2 separate regions of the Capsicum annuum genome follow, and region 2 is linked to region 1. The links are chromatin contacts, called in public Hi-C maps. All regions are on one chromosome and are shown on one strand. Each heading gives the region's core, a stretch centred on a gene start, on an enhancer-like site or on the middle of the called end of the contact. The rest is flanking DNA. Distances are from core to core; before and after follow the strand shown. Region 1 has its middle 22 kb from the start of LOC124900005. Region 2 overlaps LOC107853221 (DCN1-like protein 4).

The links. A called contact is a pair of places that touch in the nucleus more often than the background predicts.
Region 2: a contact with region 1 is called in a Hi-C map of leaf, with 4 times the contacts expected there. The contact joins two enhancer-like sites. A contact is called at or near these places in 2 of 5 Hi-C or Micro-C datasets (bud and leaf).

What each region holds. Positions count from the first base shown.
Region 1 is chr7:6,618,097-6,622,304 of UCD10Xv1.1, reverse strand. No RefSeq gene overlaps it. Among protein-coding and RNA genes, the nearest start is that of LOC124900005, 22 kb to the right of the region's middle. Within about 2 kb of position 2,199, at least 4 of the 5 cell types and tissues checked have an H3K27ac peak or open chromatin away from gene starts, as enhancers often do. A contact at or near this core is called in leaf, where this site is marked.
Region 2 is chr7:6,694,276-6,698,483 of UCD10Xv1.1, reverse strand. LOC107853221 (DCN1-like protein 4) reads left to right here. Exons shown (of 9, transcript XM_016698219.2): 6 at 1-17; 7 at 111-217; 8 at 453-518; 9 at 1,223-1,605. The coding sequence ends at 1,318. Among protein-coding and RNA genes, the nearest start is that of LOC107853221, 16 kb to the left of the region's middle. Within about 2 kb of position 2,198, at least 1 of the 5 cell types and tissues checked has an H3K27ac peak or open chromatin away from gene starts, as enhancers often do. A contact at or near this core is called in leaf, where this site is marked.

The DNA of each region.
Region 1 (4,208 bases), core at 950-3,449:
CTTATTCCGATATCACACAATTTAACCCTATTTTTATATTTTTCCCAAGAAAATAAATAACCACCTCATCTTTTACTTATTTATGTATTTATTTTTGTTTTTATTTTATTTTATCCAAATAACAAGTCATAATAAATTTTGTCTCATTCTAATATTCCAACAACCTAGTCAAGCAAAAATGAACACCTAACCTCCACCCCTCCAATTAAAAAACAACACCTCACCTGTCACCTAATCACCCTATACCCCTACCCTTACCCTATCCCACGTGACCCCTCCCTTTTCATGGCCACAAACAAATACACAATAAACATAAAGACACCACCTCAAGGGGGGGCCATGGTAACAAAGAGTAGGGACACAGATCACTGAGGGTCTTCTTCATTATTGATATATACACCAATAGCTTCTAAGAAAAAATAGAGAAGCAAGGATAGGCACACACTACACCAGAGAGACTCGATCTTTTTCATCCCTATTTTTTCTTCTTGACAACAACACATACTATTCACTCTTCTTCTCCATCCATACACTCACAAACCAGTGAAAGAAAAAAAAAGAATGGGGATCATCTTCTTCTCTTCAAAGCACACACACCTCTTTAGATAGAGATAAAATTGAGGGGGTTCGAGATCAGTCGGAAGAGGAAGCAGTAAATCAGCGATTTTAGTATGTTTTGGGCGAGATCTTTGCTGTAACTTCATCCAACGTGTGTCGATTTGTCAGACCAGTCCTGAAATTGCTGAAACCTCTTCGTTTCTTATGACTTCCAAGCAAATCCGGCCTAAAAACATCGAAGCACGCCAACGTCCATCTTGACCCGCTGTTTCGGCTGTCACTGGAGCTCGTCGGAGCTCAGTCCGAGTTAGGTTTCAATTTCCTGTTAGGTGGTTGGAGTTTTTGGGTTCGTCTATTTCTTGGTTCATTGTCAATATCAAGTTTCGAGGTTTCGTGATCAAATTGCGTCATCGTTCGTGGTTGGGTTTCGTATAACGAAGTTTATCTCACTGGTTTTGAAGCTATCCGATTAGCTTTTCTCTATACTGAGTTGGATTTATCGCAATTGAGGTTTTCTATTTGAGATTCCAAGTGCGGATCTTCTTTAACATTATTATCAATGGAAATCAACCATCAAAAGGTCAAATTCTATTTGTTTCCTCTTCTACTTTATTGTTTACTATGCTTTGGTGTTTTTGGATTAAGTTTCGCGTGTTGCTTGATACTTGTTGGTGATGAGCACATGTTGTCTTGATTTGGAATTGGTTGCCTTGATCATGAGTTGTAAGTTGAAATGATATCTTGTTTGAAAAGTAAAATTGATTGTGTGGTGTTGGAATTGAGATATTGATAAAAAGGGTAAATTTAGATTAACTTTGGTTTATTTTTGTTTTGTTTAAATTCGGAATGTGCATAAATATTGTTGAAACGTGGTAGAATTATGATATATTGAAATAGATAGGCAAACGTAGGTTGGGTAGGCAAAGTTTAGAATTTGTGGTTTTGTTGAATGTTTGAAATTTGGGTGAATGGTTTGGTTTTCTCACATTGAAAAATTATACTCATTTGGCCGGGGAATGCCCCGAGGTATTTGTGTTGATTTATTCAGGAAATGTTCTGAAGTATTTTGTACTCGGAGGACGCCTGTGATGAAGGTCCAAGGCATCGGGTAAAACGTCAGAGCATAGTTTAGGATTAGTTTAGAATAGGATTTATATTTTTTCGCATTTTTCTATTTTTGTATTGTAATAATTGGACTGGACACTATAATTTTGGATTTATTTGTTTGATTGATTGGTTTGTATGTTTTTGTGTGGTTTATACACTCTTAGTGTCGAATTAGCCGATATGCTCCACCAAGCGACCGTGGTCGAACCACGGGATCGACTCGGTTAACAAAATTACTTAACCGGAATCTTTATTCGCAGATCAGTTTAAAAGAGTCAAAAATAGTTTTGAAAAAAGATTCCCAAAGGTGACTTGGCACACCCAATTATGTCAAGTAGCGACTCTGAGTTTAAAAGTAAATAATCTTTTTCGAAACAAATTCTCATCTTTTGTCACTTAATAATAAAATCCTTTTGAACTTTAAAATTAAAATCCTTTTGGGAGTTAAGAAAGGGGTGTGACAGGCGAAAGACAATGGATGATGAAATTGTCTCCATTGAAAAAAATAATATATGAGAGCTTGTTGATCTACCAGCTGGACACAAAATGATTGGAGTAAAATGGGTCTATAAAACTAAATTGAAGGAGAATGGGAGGATTGATAAGTACAAGGCACTGTTGGTAGCGTAAGGCTACAAACAAAAATTTGGAGTGGATTACAGAGAAGTTTTTGCTCCTGTTGTCAAACTTGATAAGATCAGATTGGTGATTGCATTAATTGCTCAAAATTCATGGCCCATCTATAAATTGGATGCGAAGTTTGCTTTTCTACATGGAGACTTACAAGAACAGGTATTTATTGAACAACCTCCTGGTTATGTTAAGATTGAGGAAAAGTATAAAGTTTGCATATCAAAGAAGGCTCTTTAGGGACTAAAACAAGCACCTAGAGCTTGGTATAGTCGTATAGATGCGTACTTTCAAAATGAGGGCTTTCAAAAATGTCCATATGAGCATACTCTCTATACTAAGTGTGAAGATGGAGATAAAATGTTGATTGTGTGCTTATATGTAGATGATTTGATTTATACGAGAAATGATATAGTGATGTTTGAAAAGTTAAAAGGTATATGATGCTTGAGTTTGATATGTCTGATCTTAGAATATCGCATTACTTTCTTGGCATAGAAATAGTGCAATCAGATGATGGAATATTTCTTTCTCAAAAGAAGTATGTGCGAGAAACTTTAGACAGGTTTTAGATAAGCAATTGCAATCCTGTCACTTCATTATCAGAAGTTGGCTTGAAGCTTACAAAGGCTATTGAAGGAAAAAGGATCAATTACACCCTTTTTCAAACAAATTATGGGAAGTCTGATGTATATGATAGCAATGAGGCCAGATATCACACATGTCGTAGGTCTCATTAGCAAATTCATAGAGAACCCAAAAGAATTACATTTATTGGCTGTAAAAAGGATCTTTCGATACTTAAAAGGTATTGTGGATTTTGGATTGCTCAACAAAAAGGGTGAAAATATTGATCTGATTGGGTTTTTGATAGTGATTATGCTGGAGACCTGGATGATCGGAAAAGTACTTCAGCCTATGTGTTTATGATGAGTTTAGATGCAGTCTCATAGTCATCAAAGAAGCAACCAATCGTTACTTTGTCAATAACTGAAGCTGAATTTGTTGCTGCTACTACATGTGCCTCGCAAGCCATTTGGCTAAGAAATATTCTTACAGGGCTAAATTTCAAGCAACAAAAAGCAACAACAATTTATTGCGACAACAGTTCTACTATAAATTTGTCCAAAAATTCAGTTTTTCATTGGAGAAGCAGGCATATTGATGTAAGGTTTCATTTTTTTAAGAGATCTCGCTGAAAATGGAGTAATTGATCTTGTCTACTGCAGAAGTGAAGCTCAGATAGCTGAAATTTTCACCAAATCCCTCAAACATCCATCATTTGTGAAGCTTAGGAAATTAATTGGAGTTTGTTCTTTTGTGGATGCGACTTCAGAGATTTAAACTGAATGTTTTGAGAACATCAGTTTAAGGGAGGGAATATTGAAACACGTGATATGTCTTAGTTTATTATCTGCTATCCTAGTTTATAAGACCTGTTGGCAGTAAATTTTCTATTTCTTAGGTGTAGTTCTATTTCAAGAGTTTGATTTGCAGTAGGCAACTGAGTAGAATATTTTATCTTTAATTGTTTAGCTATGAGTTACAGTGATTCCTGTTTTTCTTCACTTAGCCGTTGTAACTCACTTGTATAAAGAGAACTTGCAAGAATACAATAAAAAATAAAAATACACTTGCTCGATTCTTTTATTATTTTCTCCATCTTTCTATGAATATTTTGTAATAATTACCATGTGAAATATAATACTATACTAAAGCCAACAATTATGAAACAACAAGAAAAAATATCAGACTCGTCTCCAAGCTCAATTCCAAAAAAGTATAGTCTTCACATTTCCTCATTTTGGAATTCGAGGACTTTAATTTAGTGGTAAGAGTGTAATGCAGTATGTACATGTGGATTAGACATAATACAACCAACATGTTTGAACTATAAAGTATGAGCAAAATAA
Region 2 (4,208 bases), core at 949-3,448, 76 kb before region 1:
TCGTTACTGCCTTACCGGTAAACTTCTCTTTGAGCCTAGTTGGTTTCGTACTTCATTCAATGTTTATGTCGCATTAATCTTGATTAAGCCCATCCATTTGTCTTTCTCAGAGGATAAGCAGAAATGTGTGGACATCGAGAGCAGTTGTCTACTGATTGATCTTGTTCTGGGGTCCCAATTCCGGGCTCAGGTTGACTCATTTAGTGAGTTTCTCAAGGTAGGTACTCACCTACATGTTCTCAATATCTTTTGATATCACATATGTAAAGTTTATGATAATGATATGTGCCTAGTTTCAGACGCTGAACTCTTCTTAATAATTGCCTGAAGGACCCTAGCATTTAGGCTTTTATCCTGTTCGGAAGATTAAGTTACGGCAACGATGTTAAGTGAATAATTTTCATTTCTTATTTTATTTGACAGCACTGATTCTGTCTTTTCCTTCGTACTAGAATCAGGCTGATTATAAGGTGATCAACATGGATCAATGGACCAATTTTCTTCGATTTTGCCAAGAGGTAAACTATTTTTGTTGTATAGTTCCTTTTAGCTTAAAATGAAATATTTTATGTTGGTCCGCTATAAATTAAAAATGAGGATATATGGTTAGTGAAGGGGGCTCATATAGCCATAGCCAACATTAAAGATGCTCCATGTCTTCCTGTCTTTTCCTATTTTCATTTTTGTCGGGCTCTCGTTCCCTTTTCTTCAATATGCATTATGACATTCTTCTTCCAGTTTTAGACTTGTGCTTCGTCAAACGCACTATATAAACACCACTCTCAAAATATGTAATTCAGGGTGATATGATTAGACGAGTGGGACCAAATTCTAACTTATGCCAAGCCTTGAGGACCATACAAATAATTATATTCCATATTGCCCACTTTTCGTCTACCCGAGTATTATGGGAATGATAATTTAGCAGAAACAAAAGATTTCATTTTACCTTTCTGGTTCTTGTCTCTTTTATTTCTATCGACTATCTTTTGCACTATGATCAGACACATGGGATCACCAGTAGCTGTACCTTTTGGTGAAGGTGGTTCAATTGAATCCCCTTAGCCGGAAATTTGCACTGTGGTAAAAGGGTAGAAGTAACAATTTTCTTGTATATATATAAAACTATTGAATCCCTTTGGCATAGGTTTATATCTTAGCTGCAACATTTTTACATTTTATTGAATCTCTTTTTTCTCAACGATCTTTGAGCTTTTTGCAGGTTAGCTTTCCAGGACTTGAAAACTATGACACCGATCAAGCATGGCCTGTGATTTTGGATAATTTTGTAGAGTGGATGAAAGAAAAGCAAAACTGATGTACGTGTGGATATGAGTTCTTGTAAATGGCTAACGAAAAGAATTTGAAGTGTGCGCGCAGTTTTTGCTTGCACGATTCATGACAGCTGCACTATTCAGTGTGGAGACTGGGTTTCTTTCTGCTACAGAACTTGCATGCTTGAGGAGGGGTTTAACACATGTGTCAAGGGGGGGGATACTAAGTTTTTTTTTCTTGAAAAACACTTGCAGAAACCTTTTCAATTTTTGTGTTTTTATTTCTTCAAAAGTTACAGACTAAATCTATGCTACACCTCTTTTTGGTCAACTTATTTCTTGATTTTGAAGTTTCACCAGTTACATAGTCATATGGATCATTTGATTTCTATTTGGTAAGTCATACTTGTGAATGGATGGAGTAAAAAGCAGCATCTTGAAGTGAAGCTAAATGTGTTTACAATCTTCCAATGTTTAATGTCAGCACATATGGACTTGTTACTTAAGTCGAAGGTTATCAGAAACAACCTTACCTCACTATGTTCACAAGATAGGGGTAAGGTTGCGTATGCACCATCTTCTCCAGATCCCATTGTGGGATTACATTATGTTGTTGTTGAGCACATATGGACTTGTTACTTGAGCCAAGACATGATAGGAGTAAGGCTGCGTATGCACCATCCTCCCTAGATCCCACTGTGGGATTAGGATAACATTGTTGTTGTTGAGCACATGTGGACTCCTCCCTTCCCGCTTTTCTATAGCATATCCTAGTGATGAGATTGAATTGAGATATGATCCAATAACCTTGTCTCATGCACAATTTCACAAAATTAGCCTTCATAGTATCCTAATTCAAGGCCTCAAGAGTTTTGGTCTAGTGATAAGAGCGTAGTGGTGGTGTGTGGGTTAGCGCGTGTCAGGGGTGTGTGGGTTGGCGCGTGTCGGGGTTTGAATGTTGCTGCATAGAAAAGCGTGATAAATAAGCGAAGAAAGGTAGAGGGATGGGTTCATCATCCATCGAGTTTTGAATCATCTCTTGGGGATTTCTTAGTTATCAAAGAAGAGTCAAAGGATGCTATTGGTAACCTCCACTCACATTGTTTGTCCCTTCTTATGTATGTTGTTCAGCATAGCCTTCATGAACCCCCCACAAAGCTAGAGATAAGGTCTGGTCTGGGTATATTCACTCTCCTAAATTTCTACGTGGAACCAAATTGAGTCGGTAAGGTCTGGTTTGGGTATATTCACTCTCCCAAATTTTCACGTGGAACCAAATTGAGTATGTTGTTGATGTAGCCTTCGAGAATTCCTTCGAAGAGGGGGTCAAATCTTGGAGCAAACTCCTTAAGCATTTTGGCAACCAATCAAAGTTACTAAAATTGGTTGAGATGCACAAAAACTGATTCGAATATAACAAAAAGAATTTCTCTTATTTTTTTTTGACAACTCTTTAGTTTTAAATTTCACATGATATGTTTAAGAACATGCACAAGATTATTCTATAAGTCCGTAGTTAAATAAGACTCCAAAAGATTCAAAACTTTATATCAAATTCAAATCAGACAAACAAATTAAAACGAACAAAGTAACATGCATAGATAGATTGATCATCAAAGTAGACTTATATATATTTATTTGAGCCTCATACAAATACAATGATATCAAAAAGTAATAAAAAACATAAAATTATTATTATTGAAGATTAATCATTTATTTGGGAGGACATGGCTTCATGCAGTAACATTCTTTGGTGTCACTACAAGTTCCAAATTGATAACCTTCACTTCTACATGCGTCTGTACACCAGTGAATGTGCTGCTTTTTTCTTGACAAATATTTGCTTCTGTCATGAAGAAAAAATAAATGTAAGAATTAATTAATATAATTAAATATATGTAAAGGATAATGATAAATTTAACTAGTTTTAGATTTTGTTGCATTCCACCACATTTCATGATGTTATTGATCTCAACTAGTTTTGATTTGAGACCAGTGTTGAGCTCCGACTAAATCTGAATTCATGCGTTGTAGTCTAGAGTCTCAAATCGAGATTTTTGATTAAAGATGAAGAAATTTCGAACTATTCATACCCAGCGTATTAATAATATATATATTTTTCTATCTTATTATTTTGTAAGTAAAAGTCTAAAGTGAACAGATGATATACCTGCATTGCCCATGAAACACAACACCAAAAGAAAATAATTTTAAACAAAGACAAAAAGTTTGCCCTTTTTTTTTTTTTTGGTTAAGATTTCTTCAAAATGTATATTTGATAATGAAAATGATGAAGAACCAAGCTGCTTATATAGCATTAAGAAATGATTCACTTGCTATAAGCTTTTTACTATCAAATGACTTTCCATCTTTTTAATTATGATCTTGAATAGTAAATCTTTTTACTATTTAATGACTTCCATCCTTTTAATTATGATTTGGAAAGTAAATCCTTTTATTGTTGAATGATTTTCCATCCTTTTAATTATGATCTTGGATAGTAAATTTTTTACTATTTGACTTTTCCATTCATTTACTATAATGATATTTAGTCAAACAACCTAAATCCCGACAGTCTGGAGGTTAATTAAAAAAAAATCTGATATTTTGCATAATTATTTTAAATCTCAATTTTGGATCTGTCGAAATACATGATTAGCTCCCGATACATCTAATGAAGATACATTTTTTTCTTTGTAAAGATACATAATTACCTCCTGATACATTTTTCTGATTTTAGGTCTGTCAAAATACATAATACATCCAACGAAAAGACATTTTTTTCCTTTGTAAAGATACATAATTAGCTCGCGATGCATTTTTTTCTATTTTGGGTCTGCCTAGATACATAATTAGCTCTCGATATATCCAATGAAGATACATAATTAGTTGAGATTTTTGTAATTACTTTGTAAGTGTAGGAATTTGTGTAAA